Linked DNA regions of Pungitius pungitius: region 1 is linked to region 2. Evidence: chromatin contacts called from public Hi-C data. All regions are on one chromosome and are shown on one strand. The core of a region is the stretch at or near the end of the contact, and the rest is flanking DNA. Distances in the headings are between cores, read along the strand shown. Region 1 holds the start of kctd16b (potassium channel tetramerization domain containing 16b). Region 2 holds the start of plac8l1 (PLAC8 like 1).

Evidence for each region. A called contact is a pair of places that touch in the nucleus more often than the background predicts.
Region 1: a Hi-C map of muscle shows a contact between it and region 2, with 4 times the contacts expected there. The contact joins the promoter of kctd16b here to the promoter of plac8l1 in region 2. A contact is called at or near these places in 2 of 2 Hi-C or Micro-C datasets (both in muscle).

Annotation. Positions count from the first base shown.
Region 1 is chr16:14,241,748-14,249,072 of fPunPun2.1, forward strand. kctd16b (potassium channel tetramerization domain containing 16b) reads right to left here and starts at 4,241. Exons shown (of 2, transcript XM_037467134.2): 1 at 3,002-4,241. The coding sequence starts at 3,839.
Region 2 is chr16:14,111,442-14,118,963 of fPunPun2.1, forward strand. plac8l1 (PLAC8 like 1) reads left to right here and starts at 3,093. Exons shown (of 5, transcript XR_009942524.1): 1 at 3,093-3,175; 2 at 3,643-3,875; 3 at 3,982-4,118; 4 at 4,304-4,641; 5 at 4,876-5,487. It overlaps LOC119215105 (leucine--tRNA ligase, cytoplasmic-like), which reads left to right. Exons shown (of 32, transcript XM_037466944.2): 30 at 1-15; 31 at 291-423; 32 at 980-1,884. The coding sequence ends at 1,185.

The DNA of each region.
Region 1 (7,325 bases), core at 2,991-5,490, 130 kb after region 2:
AAGTAAAAGAACATTAAGTACTTTAACATAAACATGTGTGGCACAATTATAGAGGTCACATAAAGGCATCAATGTATCTAGATGTCTGTGATCTAAACAAACAGCAAGGTTTCGGTCTTATTGGCTTACAAACTGTTCAGGTGGCCACTTAAGAAAAGCATTGTAAGGGTTAATGACAGATGACAAGGAGCCACTAATGTCGATGACAGCTTCTTGTAGATGATGGTGTCCACTTTTCATCACATTGAATGTGTCAAAAGTATCAGAACAGATGTATATTACACCCATGTGGGGTTTTTTTGCACATCACCAAACAACGACAACAAATTGGAGTCTGGCCGCAAGCATTAGTTAGCTTGGCCGACAATTTTGTGATGGGGCACGACTCGCAGCTGCAGTTCCAATTAACCATAAAATGAGTGTGAGTTCAGTGAGGTTAACGTCAAGGGGAGATGGGAAAATGATATATTTATGGACCCCTCTTTGTGCAATAAGAACAGATCTCGCCCAAAAGCTGAATGTTGTCTTAAACATTCCCACAGCCTTTAGGATGCTAGATATGGCCAATAGACAATAAGGAAAGGCGGGAACACGAGGCAGACAAGGGACTAGAATGTAGCATGGGAACGGACGGAGATGATGGTAAACAGACAGTCGTGGAGATGGACAGATACGAGATGCGAATGAGGAGCGAGGTGCAGGAGGCGTGACGGAGCTGGCGAGGCACATAAAGGCAACTGGTGCCGCCGCGCTGCTCCTTGGGCCCCCCCCCCCCGGCGGCGCGCGGAGACGGAGGGCGGGAACCGAGACGAGAAAAAGAAAAGCCTGGTATGATTGACTGGAGCAAAAATGAGAAGACGTGAAAAAAGAGGGAGAGGGAGACGGGAGACGAGACGAGGGAGGTGAAGAAAGAGGGAGGACTAGATGACTGGATTGAATCCACGCACGCCGAACCCTGTCTTCATGTTTGTGTGCCGCTGTGATTGTGCTTGAGCTTCTGTGCACACTTTTGCCTCCGTTCTCGCGTTTGGGGACCAACACATCTGGCACGGTGCCCTCGCCTTTGAGAGTGCGCCCTCTAACAAGCCCAACAGTTGTCAACAAAGCCAGGGAACACTTGTTGTTTGCCGGTAAGCAAGGAGAGGCCTGCAGACACACTGCTATGTATTGAGTCTGCGAGGTGTGGGTGTGTTTGTATGTTAGGTGTGTGTGTGTGTGTGTGTGTGTGTGTGTGTGTGTGTGTGTGTGTCAGGGGCCTCCACCAACACTTGATTGGGTCCAGACAGCAACCGCCCCCAGGGACCATCTGGATTATTCGCGCTCATCTAATTTATGACCAATCCTTTTCACAGTAACATCAGGGAACCGATGCATTACACCAGTCATTACAAAGAGAATTGGGAAGAAGATGAATAGTGAGTATTTTTTTTTGGCAATTTATTTTTGGAGGATTTCCAACATTATGACATCATGAACCAACTACACATTTTCTTTTGGAGGATGTTTGCAGCAAAAATGATTTTACCTGCCAAACATCTGGACGCTTGGGCACTGAAGTGATGCGGCAAAGCCAGATGTATAAACAAATAAAGGGTCAGATGTTCTTCTCCTTGATACCAAATACAATAATACCAAACGGTACAAACCACAAAGGGAAGTTACCTATGGTTTTTACATGCAACCCAAGCCTAGTTCAGTAAAACAGGTGCTACTAGAGAGAAACACCTGTCACATTTTCTTATGCAAATTGGGATCTTTAAAGAAAAAATGAACCATATTTTTTAAATACAGTGTAATTTTGAGAGAAGAAAGGTATTAATGAATATAATGATAGCTGCCTCGAAGCATTGATCTCCGTTCCAAGGGGGTTTAGTGTATTACAGTACTTCCATAAAGTCATGTAAGTTCTACAATGACCATCAAAAAAATGATTTATTACTTCTGGGTTAGGCATGGAAAATAAGTTTTGTTTTTAAGTATTTTCTTAATAATGCATGGCATCTAAAATTGCAGATTCAGGGGTTAATGCAAAGAAAGTCCAAGCACAATGTCACAATGTCTATGTAAATAGAGGCAACCAAGTTTGTGATAGATGATATCTCAAAATATGGATTTCTCTTTGCATCATAAAATCTTACGGAAGCTAATTCGAAAAGTCACGATTTCTTCCTTTACGCAAAGATGGACAAACTCAACCAATCAGAAAAGCACGAAGGAAAATCAAGAAGTTGAAAGGATGGAATGGATGAAAGCAGACAGGAGGTGGAGTAGAAAATTGCACCAAGATGAGAAAAGGCAAGCGTTGACAAATCATTGCTCTGACTATTGCCATGTCCCGGATGGGGGTGAAATCATCAAAAAAAAAAAAATCAGGTTAAATTTCATGAAATATAAACTAGCCGGCAAGAGAGCACAGAATGCTGCAACATGCTGTAACACATTTGAACACACGGTGATCAGAACATGAAATAATCCTTCATATATGTTCACTGATAAGGTGCTCAACCCCCTTTTTGTTCCATAATGCTCTGGCCCAACTTATTCCGCTTAAGGAGCGTTCCAACTTGACTGCGTGTGCATGCAAATGTAGATTATTGTTACTTTTAAAAGGGAAAAAATGACACAATTTGGCTTCATCATTGGTGAAACGATGAGGTTGAAGCAGCTTTGATCGCCTTGTCTCCAGAAGTCACCACACCAACGCACTCACTACACCCACATGGCTCCAGAACGGGCGGAAGGGAGGGAGGGGGACGGAGGGGGGACGGGGGTGATGTCCTGTACAAGAAACAAGCCCTTCACTCTAACAAAATGTCCCTCTCTCTCTCTCTCTCTCTCTCTCTCTCACACACACACACACACAAACACACACACACACACGCGCGGGCGCGCGGGCCCAGCAAATCAAGCGCGCCTCCCAGTGGCGACTCGCAACTTTGGGTGCGTCCACGTGACGGATGACCTGCGGCAAGAAAAGAAAAAAAGCAAAGGTGCCACTCACGGTAGAAGACGTATTCTGTGTAGCTGGACCAGATCTTGTCCTCCGTGTGCTGGCTGACGAACGAGGCCGTGACCGACGAGTTGCAGGCCACCATTTGGAAGCCGCACTCCGACAGCATGTCAAAAGACCTCTCCAGGTGCTTGAACTTGAGGTAAAACCGGGAGGTGTACCGATCCGGGGTCCTGTCCGGATCCCGGCTCTCGTTCAGGGTCTCCCCGAAAACTTCTTTGGCGAGAGCCACCCGGCCGCATATCAGTATCCGAGGCACCCTCCGGAACTTGGCGTCGGTCTGAGTCTCTCGACCCGTGGTGCACGACCCCCGGTAACCCACCGTGATGAAGCCGCTCTTTCTGTCCGCCGGGACGAGAGAGGAGGGCGGACACTGCCGGCTGTCGCTGCCCTGGGACCCGTCTTCGTAGTCGCTGTGGAAGTAGTCGTCTGGGCTGTTCTTGGCGTCGTCAGGGGTCAGGAGCTTCACCAAGTCGGGCAGCTGGAAGTACTCCGCCTCCTTCCTCAGCCGCCCTTTCTCCGGGAAGTGGTCCGGGAGGACGACCTGCCGGTCCCGCAGGTAGTCCAACACATACCGGAATAAAAAGCCGTCTCTGTCGATGAAATAACGGCCCTTGGGGTCCCTCGCCAAGTCGTTCGATGCTTCTTTTCTGGAAGAGAATAGCTTGCCGAGTAACGAATTCGGGGTGCCCACCAAAGTGGAGTGACGCGTGTAATAAACCTGCCCCCCCACGTTTAATTCAACCACATCTGGGAAACTGTTCTGAACCGATGCTTGCTCTTTGGTGTTAGTCCTACAGTTGCCACTCAGCGCCATCGTTTCCGTCATGAATAGCAAAACAAAAAAAAACAGCCTATACACCTATTCAAAATGAGAAGGACAAAAAACGATGAATCAGGATATAAAAGTTCCTAAGCTGTGTCCTCCGTTATTCTGGGTCGATCCGGGCCTTCCAACTTTACCCCTCAACAATCTGCATATGCATTCTTCATCGATCCATGGCCATTATCAACCTACCAGCCTTCTGCAGTTGTCGGAAATGGGGGGAAGATGGCAGTCCGGGGCGTCCCCCTGCGAGTGCTGAATTAAAAGAAGGCTGAGATGGATGAGGGGGAGGAGGAAAGAATCAGTGCTGCCACAGAGAGGAGACGCATCCGGGCGCACCAAAGCCTCGCATCAGTGGCAAATGTAAGAGCAATACAGGGTGTGTGTGTGTGTGGGGGGGGGGGGGGTGTGGAGGGGGGGAGGGTTGATGAAGTCCTACTTCATTAACAATAGAAATCCTTCTGCAAGCACGAGAGTAAAGTCCAACAACTTGGCACACAGTCCAAACTGGAGACGGTGCTGATGTGGTCCCACTTTCTCTTCAACTTCCCCCGGAGCAGCGGCCGCTGTTCCGGGGCTGTGCGGAGCAGCGGGAGGGTGGCGGATCGCCGTTCAGTGGCGGAAACTTGGCAGAGATTACACGCGTAACGACCGGTAATGGTTTCGCTCTGTAGCCCGTCCCCGCGAATATGTCACCGGATCCCGACTGACTTAAAATTTAAGTCCACTCCTCGAGAAAAGGCTCCGCATTTTCAGACTTCAAGAGAAGTTAGAGAAATTTCTTTAATTGTTTCTTCCACAGCAGCGCAGAGGACCGACCCGCTGCTGCTGGCTGCTTTTACCCGGAGCTCTCCGCGGTGCTGAAACGAGCATCCCACCCCCTCCTCTCTTCTCATCACCCTCCCTTCCACACTACCCTCCCCAACAGAGCTGGGTGGTGTCTTCGCGGCTGCTGCCCCCCCCCCCCCCCCCCATCCCTCTCTCTCTTTCTCTCTCTCTCTCTCTCTCTCTCACACACACAGCCTTCTAAAGGCTTATGAAGTGGTTCCAGGCTGCTGGGTGGTGAAAAAAAGAAGAAAAAAAGTCCAGAAAATCATCGCTAAGAACCATTGAACAAAAATCAGTTATATTGTCAGAAAAAAAACTATATCACACACAGGTATAATAATATTAGTTTAATTTTGCCACCTACAACCTATATGTGTAAGTTGTATGCTTTAACAGCGATATACGTGCATACGTCATGGAAGTGTTGCATCAATTTTGGTGTCAAATAAGCTAAATGCTCCCAATGCTGTAATTTTACCACCAGCTTGAATATATTTTCATGGCAGATAACACATGGCACTTACAGGGAATGTTTGGGTTTCTAGGTGAGAAACTGTTCATATTTTTCCCAGTTTCAAAAATACATCAACGAAAATACTATCTTTCCAGACCCAGATAAATGGCTGTAACTGGCAGTGAGCTGTAACAATATATGACGATTTTGTAAAGGGAGCAACAGCGCCTTCTTCTGGTTGTGTTGAGTCAGACCTTTTTTTTCAGCAGCATGGACAGGTACTCACACTAAAAAGGGATATAATGTGCCTGTGAGCTGTCTTGTTATTGACCTAATACATCTGAAAGAATATACTAATTATTCATTTTCGACAAAAATTTGACTAAGATTGATATTTACATTTAAAACACACATTGAGCACAATGATACAACAGAGAACAGGAGATCCTGATTCATCGGGTACAGGATACTCTGCTTTAGAATAAGAAGCAAGATAATAAATTGTGTATTCTGCAGTCTCACAAACATTCACCATCTGCTCCAAATGCAGGGTATTTCACAATATGATGCAAACGTATAAAATATACAGTATGAAAAGTATTTTGACTGCTTGTCAACTAACCTTGCCTCGAGCAACAGAGCATTTTTTGGCTTTCCTTTACTAGATTTGTTCTACCTCTGACGCCGTGATGACACAGCTTTTCCCTTTATTTACATTGATATTCTGTGCACTGCAGTTTACAGACACAGAGCCGCTTGGGCGGTCACTTGTTTTTTTTATGTTACGTCATGACTTGCCATGGTCTTCCTCCGAAGAACTTCAGCCATATTGAGTATCACGTGCATTTTAGAAAATCTGTTTGTAAATAGAATCCCAGAGTTAGACACTAATTTACATAAAAAAGGCTGTGATGTTTATTTTAGTTGGTGTCTCTTTCAAAACTTTCTTTTTCAAATTAGCCAAGAAAAATAAATAATGAAATATTGGCTCCGAGCACAGTGGCGATATTGAATTAATTAAAATAATGAATGAATGAATTTTTCAATGAGAGAGATGCGATATCAGGGAGATTTTTCATTTTCATTTGCAAAAGAAATCCACCTTTTCCTTCCTTCCTTGACACAGATCATATCGCGTCATTTCTCCTTCCCGTGCAATGGAGAGAAAACTATTAAAGTGAATTTTCAGGCTGGTCACAGATGGTTGAAATAAACAGAATACTACTTCCACTTCCATCTCTCATTACAGCCACGCTGAATTATGCCAGGCCTTAGATGGGAAATCTGCAAATACGACAGCAGCAGACATGCAATGCATAAATTCAGTAGACTCATAGATGATTTACGGAAATGAGTTAGCTATCCCTCAAACTCGAATGTTTGTTTCTTCCTATCTAAATGTAGTAAGTTATTTCAATCTTAAATGTCAGTTTAGACATTGGTTTTGATAGTGATGACAACAAAGAACATCATGCCCAGAGCAATGTGTCAAAGCGTTTATTCTGTAACTCATAAGTGCATGTGGGTTTGAGGGCGAGAGAGAGAGAGAGAGAGAACATCAACACACACAAACACACACACAGAGCAGGGGTTAAGTGTTTTCTGCCATTTCTTGGTTTTATGAATTTTCCCCTTCTATAAGGTGTCGTTATTGCTTCCAGCTTTTGACAAAAAGGTCGGTTGGTGTAATGAAAGCTAGCAGCAGACCGCCCGGATTTCTCTGCCAGGGAGAAAAAACAAAAGCTTCTCCCTTTTCTTTTTTATCAAAACCGGATCTCTTAAAAACATTTTTAATCAGTTCTTTTTTGGGGTTGAGACACAAATAACCTGCTGATGTTCAGTACTCCTGTGATCTTCGATGCAGGGCGGCGACCGGACTGAGCAGGTATTCAGTCCTCAACCTCAAACGTGCCTTCAAAGGCCGCCTGGCAACGAGGTTTTCTGCTTATTGCAGAAGTCTGCTGATAAACTCATAATCATCAAGAAGCTTCTCGTCCCCGGAGGAATAGATCTTCAAACATAGACGCCACGAAGTCCTTGTGGGAATCAGCAACAAGTCCCGATGCCCCAGATTTGGTATCAAAACAAGATATTTTTAGCCGATCCGAGCAAACAGCGAGCTTCTTACCCCTCTCACTCAGATGTGTAACTGTTGCTACACCTCATCACACCTCAAATGATGGCCGACAAACAGTATTTTAAAGGAA
Region 2 (7,522 bases), core at 1,843-4,342:
GTTTTCAGATCAGAGGTAAATGCGTTTGGCTGTGTTAGATGCTCTTAAGTGTGTGTTTGTGCAGGTGTGTGTGTGTAAAAGTCTATTTCAGCGACCCATTCATCAGATTTTGTGACTTGTATTTTTTTTTTAAATGTGTTCTTCACACATTTTGTATCTGTCGGTTGCTTGTTTGCTTATACGCATCCCTTCTGCTAGTTTTTCCTGGTTAACAAAATACGTGTTTATACATATAAACCTACAATTAAAATGAGTGTTTGTGAATTTGCGCTTGTCCTCTATTTCCCCAGCCTGGAGTGTGTGTGTCCCTCGTGAACCCTCAGCCGTGTAACGGCCAGTTCTCCACAAAGGTTGACATCCGACAGGGAGACAGCGGCGATGGCATCATCCGTAGGTTAGCCAAGGTCAACAGACTCATTAAAGGTTAGTAAGACAAATGGATATACTGCAGAAATTCATAAACTGTGGTTAGGAACCACAAATGGGTCTATATGAACATGAATGAAGGTCATTATCTAAATAGGATGGTTTGTTTGATGAAAAATGTCTCTAAGCCGCTGAGGCAAAGGTTAAAAGGGTGTGTGCGGATCGTTCATCTTTCATGGAATAAACGACATCACGCCTTGGTGCTCAGCTGACTTACTGCAACTCAAAGCCGACTCATTGCCAATAAGTATCTGTCCACATTGGACTTTAACAATCACTATATGGAAGACAAAGCTATGTGCTTTATGTGATAGCTGTTATAAAATGGAAAAAAAAACAATTAGCCTCTGATATATCATAACTGGAAACGGATCTGAAATGTCACCGTAATGGAAAAGTGTCACAGCTGTGATTGTAGAGGGCGCTACCTCGTATTCTCCTCCATCACTCACCCCCCCTGACCTCTGCACTCTTTTCCTGCCATCAGTTCATACCTCCCATGTGTCACACCTCCACCTGACTCTGCCTGCTTCTCCTCCTCCTCCTCCAACAGACCTGTCCAGAGTCAAGTTGATGAGGTACGAGGACCCTGTGCTGGGGCCCCGCCGGGTGCCCGTCCTGGGACTCGAGGAACAGGGCAAAGTGCCCATCTCCAACAAGTCTGTTTTCAGCGTCAACCTGGAGGAGAAGAAGGTCACCCTGGCCGACAACGGCCTCACTGTGGACATCGGGAACTCCCTGGTTTACCTGGTTCTCTAGTTCTCTCACACACACACACACACATACATGTTGCCGCATTCAGCAATGAAATATTTCTAAACGGTTTGAATGAATCAATAATTGTTGCCATAAAAAGGGTATTCTTGACTCAAAGCCATAGAACACTGACTCAAACATATATCTGTTTTATAATTGTGTTTCTGTGGATGTGACAGGTTATTATTCACCTCTTTTCTCTGCTGAATGCGGCCTCAGTGACCATCTGAAACGAATTGGATCTCACGAGGTTGCATCTGTTCTCTTACATCAACAGCACAATTCAAGTCTATTCAGATCTAAACTGATTTTAAAAATCAATGGGATTTTGTGTTTGAGGGTGACACCAGAATTTATTTTCTGTTCAGTCTCAATTTAATCGTCTAAGTGTAATGTTGTAATTTTCTTCCTATTTGGTCAGAAGCAAAGTCATCTTTTCTTAAAGGAACAAACAAACCTACAACCAGGTCCTTTTCTTTTTCCACCTTCTTTTATTACATTACATGGTGAGACTGCTCCTGCATCCTTCTTTTTTCATATAGATGGTAATGTGTCTGCTGTGTTGTTTTAAACATTGAAGGTGAGACTTGCCATTCCCTCGTGATGTGACATCCTAAAGGACATCTTTGTGTTTTCTGGGGTTGGATGGTGCTTGTCTCACTTGTGCGTTCCAGGGAAATAATAAAACCTATGAAATATTCAGCCTCCTTCTTTGTTTATTGCTACCCTCCATGTGGGTTTGAATTTTTTTTTTTTTAATACAAGAATGGCACTTATGAGTCATGATTTTGGTGAAGCTATGTGATGTTTTCTCCTGTAATGTAGATAGTGAGGAATTGTATAATTTTGCAATGTGCACAGTCATATAAATAGAGCGACTAAGAGAAGATGTTGGTTCTTAAAAGTTCAGCATTAAAGGGTTGAAATGTTTTTTGATGAATGCAATGGGGATATGCAAATAAAATGAAACAGCCAAAATATCTTTCAGTTGACTTAGAAGCAAAAATATATTATCAAATCTAAAAAGTTCATCATTGGGGTCAAGATACCTTTACAAAGGACTGTGTATTCTATCAAAAGACACTGCCCACATGTTTTATGCTAAGATGTGAAATGGTGTCTTGAAGCTTAGCTTAGTTTAGCATGCAGACTGGAAACTGCTTGACCGGCTTTCTGAAGGTCTGAACATCTGCCCTTAGGCCCTTCTAAAGCTCGCTCTCATGTAGTACATCAGCGATGTTTATCCCACATCTGGGTTGAGACCCATTGTGAATGTCTGTGGGCTTCCACACCCACGATGGTCGCACTTCGTGTCGTTTCACCACGTACAGCGCGCGCGCACACACACACCCACACACTAAATTTAAAGGTCAGAGTCAAAGTAGGAAACGCAGACAATCCCCTCTAAATATGAACTGCACGTATTCCTTTGGTCATAAAACCCATCTGTCTGTTCTCAGCTCTTCTTGAGTCTGTCTGCTGGTGAGTGTTACCTTATATTAACGTTTTAATGTCAAATGATGCTGGTTTTTGAACATCACAGGTCAAACATTCTTTTTGACATGCATCACTTCCCATATATTTAGCTCTGTTTAAGCCTAATCATGAGGAATAAGTCCTCACTCATTACGAGATGTCATCTTGTTTCCCACCCGCAGGTCGCTCCGCGTTGGCCGTGTGAACGTCGCCACATCTGAATATTTCACGCTCATCTCTCCCTCTTTGCATTCGCTGCGTTTGTAAAAGTCGCAGAACGGAAGGCAATCGGCGGGACTTATCTCGGTCACACAGCTTCAGGCCGAGCCATTCGACTGCTGGTTTATCTGCCCCCTGCACACACCCTCTCTCACTGGGGGGGGGGGGGGGGGGGGGGGGGGGGTGTCGCTCCTCCACCTCCTCATTCCTGCTGACTCCCTTCTCACCCCAGTCCCCTCTCTCCCCTCTGTGGATGCCCGTGGCTTCTACTAATGGAGCAGATGACAGTCACACAGCAGTGAGTGCTTTTTCTTGTCTTTGTTGACACCGCTGAGGCGCGATGGAATTACAGCAAACGGCTCACTTATCTTGGTCTGTTTTGTTGTTCTAGGTGCCGCTTGGTTTCCCCTTAATTTCATTACCTTTTTGTGTGTCTATGATAACTGATAATGCAAATGAAATACACTCTTGCTGCATTTTAAAATGTTAAAACCTATGCCTTCACTAAAGTGTGTGTGTGTAATTTAAGTTGCTGAAGGCCTTAAGTAATTGAATGAGGGAATAAATGACGTACTACAAATAGTGGCTTGGTAATATTAGTGGATTATAGTTTCATTTTAAGGCAGTACAAAACCATGGTGCACTAGAAAAATTATTCTGAAACAATTTCCCAAAAAGCACAAGTTAAGACTTCTTTCAGTGTGGGACAACCTTGATGATTCATCTATCTATACACAATAAAAACACATTGTTTGTATGTTTCAGACCAAGGCTGTCAGTCACTCGAGGCTCAGTGTCAGCTTTTGAAAAGGAGGAAGCGAGGGTCTCCAGCACAGGAAGTGAAGACGGCTTGAGGTCAAACGACGCCCCGGCAGCGACCGATCCAATGCTCACGCAGCCCGGCCTCGGCATCACCACGACGACCGTCACCACCATCACCCAGACGGGAGGAGACTGGAGCACTGGCCTGTTGAACGTCTGCGGGGACAAGACCACATGTAACATGAAGCCGCATTCTCCCATGCATATGTACACATATTTCTCTCTCTCACACACACACACACACACAAAGGTACATACGTTGTGCTTACCCTGTGCTCGTAGGTGTGCTCGGGGCTCTGGTGCCGTGCTGTTTGGACCTGACTTTGGCTCATCAGTACGGAGAATGTCTGTGCGTGCCACTGCTGCCCGGATCCACTTTTGCCATGCGGGTCGGGATCAGGGAGCGGTACAAAATACGGGTGAGTGTCACCCCTTGAACGCACCACTAGGAAGACTTAATAAATGAAAGTAAAAGCGATGGTAAAAGCGAACTTGAAAGTTTGCTTTTTTTGAAAATTGTTTTTACATGTAATATTCCTCATGGTTCTGGACGTGTTGCTGCTTTTGCTTGTGCGCGCGTGTCCGTCCGCATGTTTATCCACAGGGAAGTGTGTGTGAGGACTGGACCACGGTGTACTGCTGCTACCCTCTGGCTGTGTGTCAGATGATAAGAGAGATGAAGCGGCGGATGAAGACACAGACCTATCATGTGTCCACTGCCCTTGAATGCTCGTGAAGAAACTCTAGCCAGTAACTGAGGCCCGTCCTTCTGCCACGCGGCGGGGACGGGTTCAGGGCCAACTGAGACGCACCGTATGAATATCACAAAGGATCAATGACACATGGCTTCAGATGCCCTTGAGAATGTCTCGGACAGTCAATCGAGCCTAAGAGGCCTTAGAAGGAGGAACTTTTATTGAACTTGAAGAGCAAAAATAAATGGTCAGTTCACACAAATCGCTTTTTTCCACTTTATTTGTACACTTCTGAGTTGAAATGGAATGAATTACTAATGAACTAGAGACAGTGTCTGCTGTCTGAGTTGTACAGATGTTTAGTGCGGTTTGTGCAGAAACCAAAACGAAGCCCGAAACAAATGTTGCTTCCGAGTTTGTTTATAATATCATCTCCAAAAATGTCGTTTGTTGTTTATTGGTCACCAGAGATCTTCTTCAGTCTCTCTCCAGGGCCGAGATGAAGTGAGGAAACACCTGAAAAACACCTTCCGCACCTTGATGGACAAGTTGTTAAACTTGAAGGAAGTGACTCAACTGTAAGGACGGTTAACTACAAGTCAGACTGCTGCATCTTAACGTCCAGCTTCACATTTAAGTCCAAATACGAGGAAAGCAGGAGAACCAACCGGGCATTGCGTGCTGAGCCAGTGGATCCTCATTGATTTGGAGAGCTGTTTTCTCAGTTGCGGCGTGTGGAATGGAAACAACTGTGCGAGGAGCATTCAGAATGCAGAACCACTTGTCTGATTACGCGGCAAACAGGCCGCAGCATTAGTCTGATCACAGCCGACAGCTCAAGTCCATTTCCATATTTCCACATTGATATTCTATTATCCCTCTTTTCTTCAGTTCACCTCATTCAATCATATTCCCGAATCCCTGATTTCTGTGGTTCCCTGAACCGTAGAAAGAGGCCGACCAGCGAGAACGAGGCTGCGAACGAGGGTCATTTCTACACAGAAGCAGATCCTCAAAGGGCCAATGTGTCATTCACGGATGTGATCTGCTTCAAATGAAATGATGGAAGAAAGAAAATGGATCTTCCCCCCAAAAAAAACAAGGAGTTTTTGAAACCGGATCATATCTTATTTATTACATACGGTAATCTCACATGACCACGGTGGTAATGAGGTCAGCGGTAGCTGCGTTAGGCCCCAGTGTTTCCTGAGCAGCCCCCGGCTGGATAAATCTTCCTGCAGCTCCACGGCTCTCCGCCTACTGCGGGTTGTTAGTGAGCTGGATCTGCTTGGAGCAGAGCTGCCTCCAGGCACCGTGGTGACGTGTTTCGCTCCCCCCCCACCACTCCGCGTTGCTTCGGCATCAGTAGCACTTGAATTGTTTTTTTGCGTAGAATGGAAATATATTTGCTTTGCAAATCAGTTACACCCGTAGCATTTAGGGGCACTTTAGATCTACATTAACGCATGTATTTGTGACGGCTGCTTCCAAAGTAGCAGCTGGTATTGTGAGGGACATTTAACACTTCCCCCCCCAGGGCCCCATAAAAGGTTTTACCCTGCTTGAGCTATACATAATGCATGACTTGTGGCCAGTGTCCAAAGTAAGCCCCGCATTTCCACTATTAAAGGGTCAGTTCATTCCATTTTTATCTGTAATTGGGGGGGGAACTATCCCTTTAATTCTGCGGTTTCAATCGAACAATCCCAACAGGTAAAACGGTTGAAACGAGGAACCCTCGTGTGTGTGTGTGTGTGTGCTCAGAGTTAACCCTCCAACATATTTACATATTGCACGTTTACTGTATCGCCTCACACACACACACACACACACACACACACACACACACACACACACACTGACTCACACACTGACTGCCTGGCCTTACGTCATCGAACGGATATAATTCCATGACCGAAGCACTAGGGGGCAGTCTTGTCCCAGATCTGGATCTCCCTTGTCTCTTTCCCATTCCCCGCAGCTGCCAAGTCTTAAGTGCTGATCTAAGGTCAGAGTTGGGATTTCCACAGCAGTCGTAGAGGTCAAGACTTGGAGCAATGAAGCCATTCCTAAGTCAGCAGCCGGACAGGGACCATAAAACATCTCTGCTGATGTTGTTGTTTTTCGCTGTCTCAGCGTGGATGCGACCGTCCCCACAGACGCATCAGGTGTGGAGTGCAGGCTGTTATCGACAACGGCCCCCTCGGGGGGGGGTGTGTGGAAAATGTGTGTGTGATGTATGCAGAATGTATCCAAAAAAAAGGCTTTTCCCCCCCACGATTGCGCTCATTGCACAGCTGAGCAACAGTAAACAGATCCGATGCAAAACACAGCACCGGGGGGTATTAGATCATGCCCCCCCTGAGCTGCACACGTGACTGAATAACAACCAGCCCAAGGTGTGAAGCGCTTTCCCAAACTACACACTGAGATTTCTGATTTGTCTTCTTAATGGATATCCCTTCTTTTTCTTTTTTACCTCCGTCTCCTCCTGAATGCATCCCCTCTCTTTGCTCTTCCTTCTAGCCTCCCCTCCATCCCCCCCCCCCCTCCCCTCAATAATTTCATTTCTTCTCCTCCCATTGCCCTCGTTTTATGTATCTCCCGTCCTCCAAACTCCTGCTAGTGTGTGTGTGTGTGTGTGTGTGTGTGTGTGTGTGTGTGTGTGTGTGTGTGTCTGTGTGTGTGTGTGTGTGTGATTGTGAATACAAAGAGGCGAGAGAAGAGAAGGAGGAGAGAGAGGAGTGGAGGGACCTGCAGAGCTGGAGCAGGCGTCCCCCAGGTGATACTTCTATCCAGGACAACAAGCCCCACCTGGGGTTTACACAGCACACCCTGCCTCACGTTCCCTCCTCACATTGCGTTCTCCTTGATTTTCTTTTGTTTAATCCTTGCCCCTCCTATGTCCTCTCACTCTGTTTTTCATGTTGTCTTTCTTACACACACACACAAACACACACACACACACACACACACACACACACATCATCATCATCATCATCAGGGGGGCATTCAGCTGCTGGTGGAAGCCGCTCGGTGGAGTTGTCCTGTTTTGGGATGTGTGTTTGTGTGTGATGATGGAGGCTTGGATTGGGTTCTGCTCCTCACTTCCTGGAGACACACAGGAG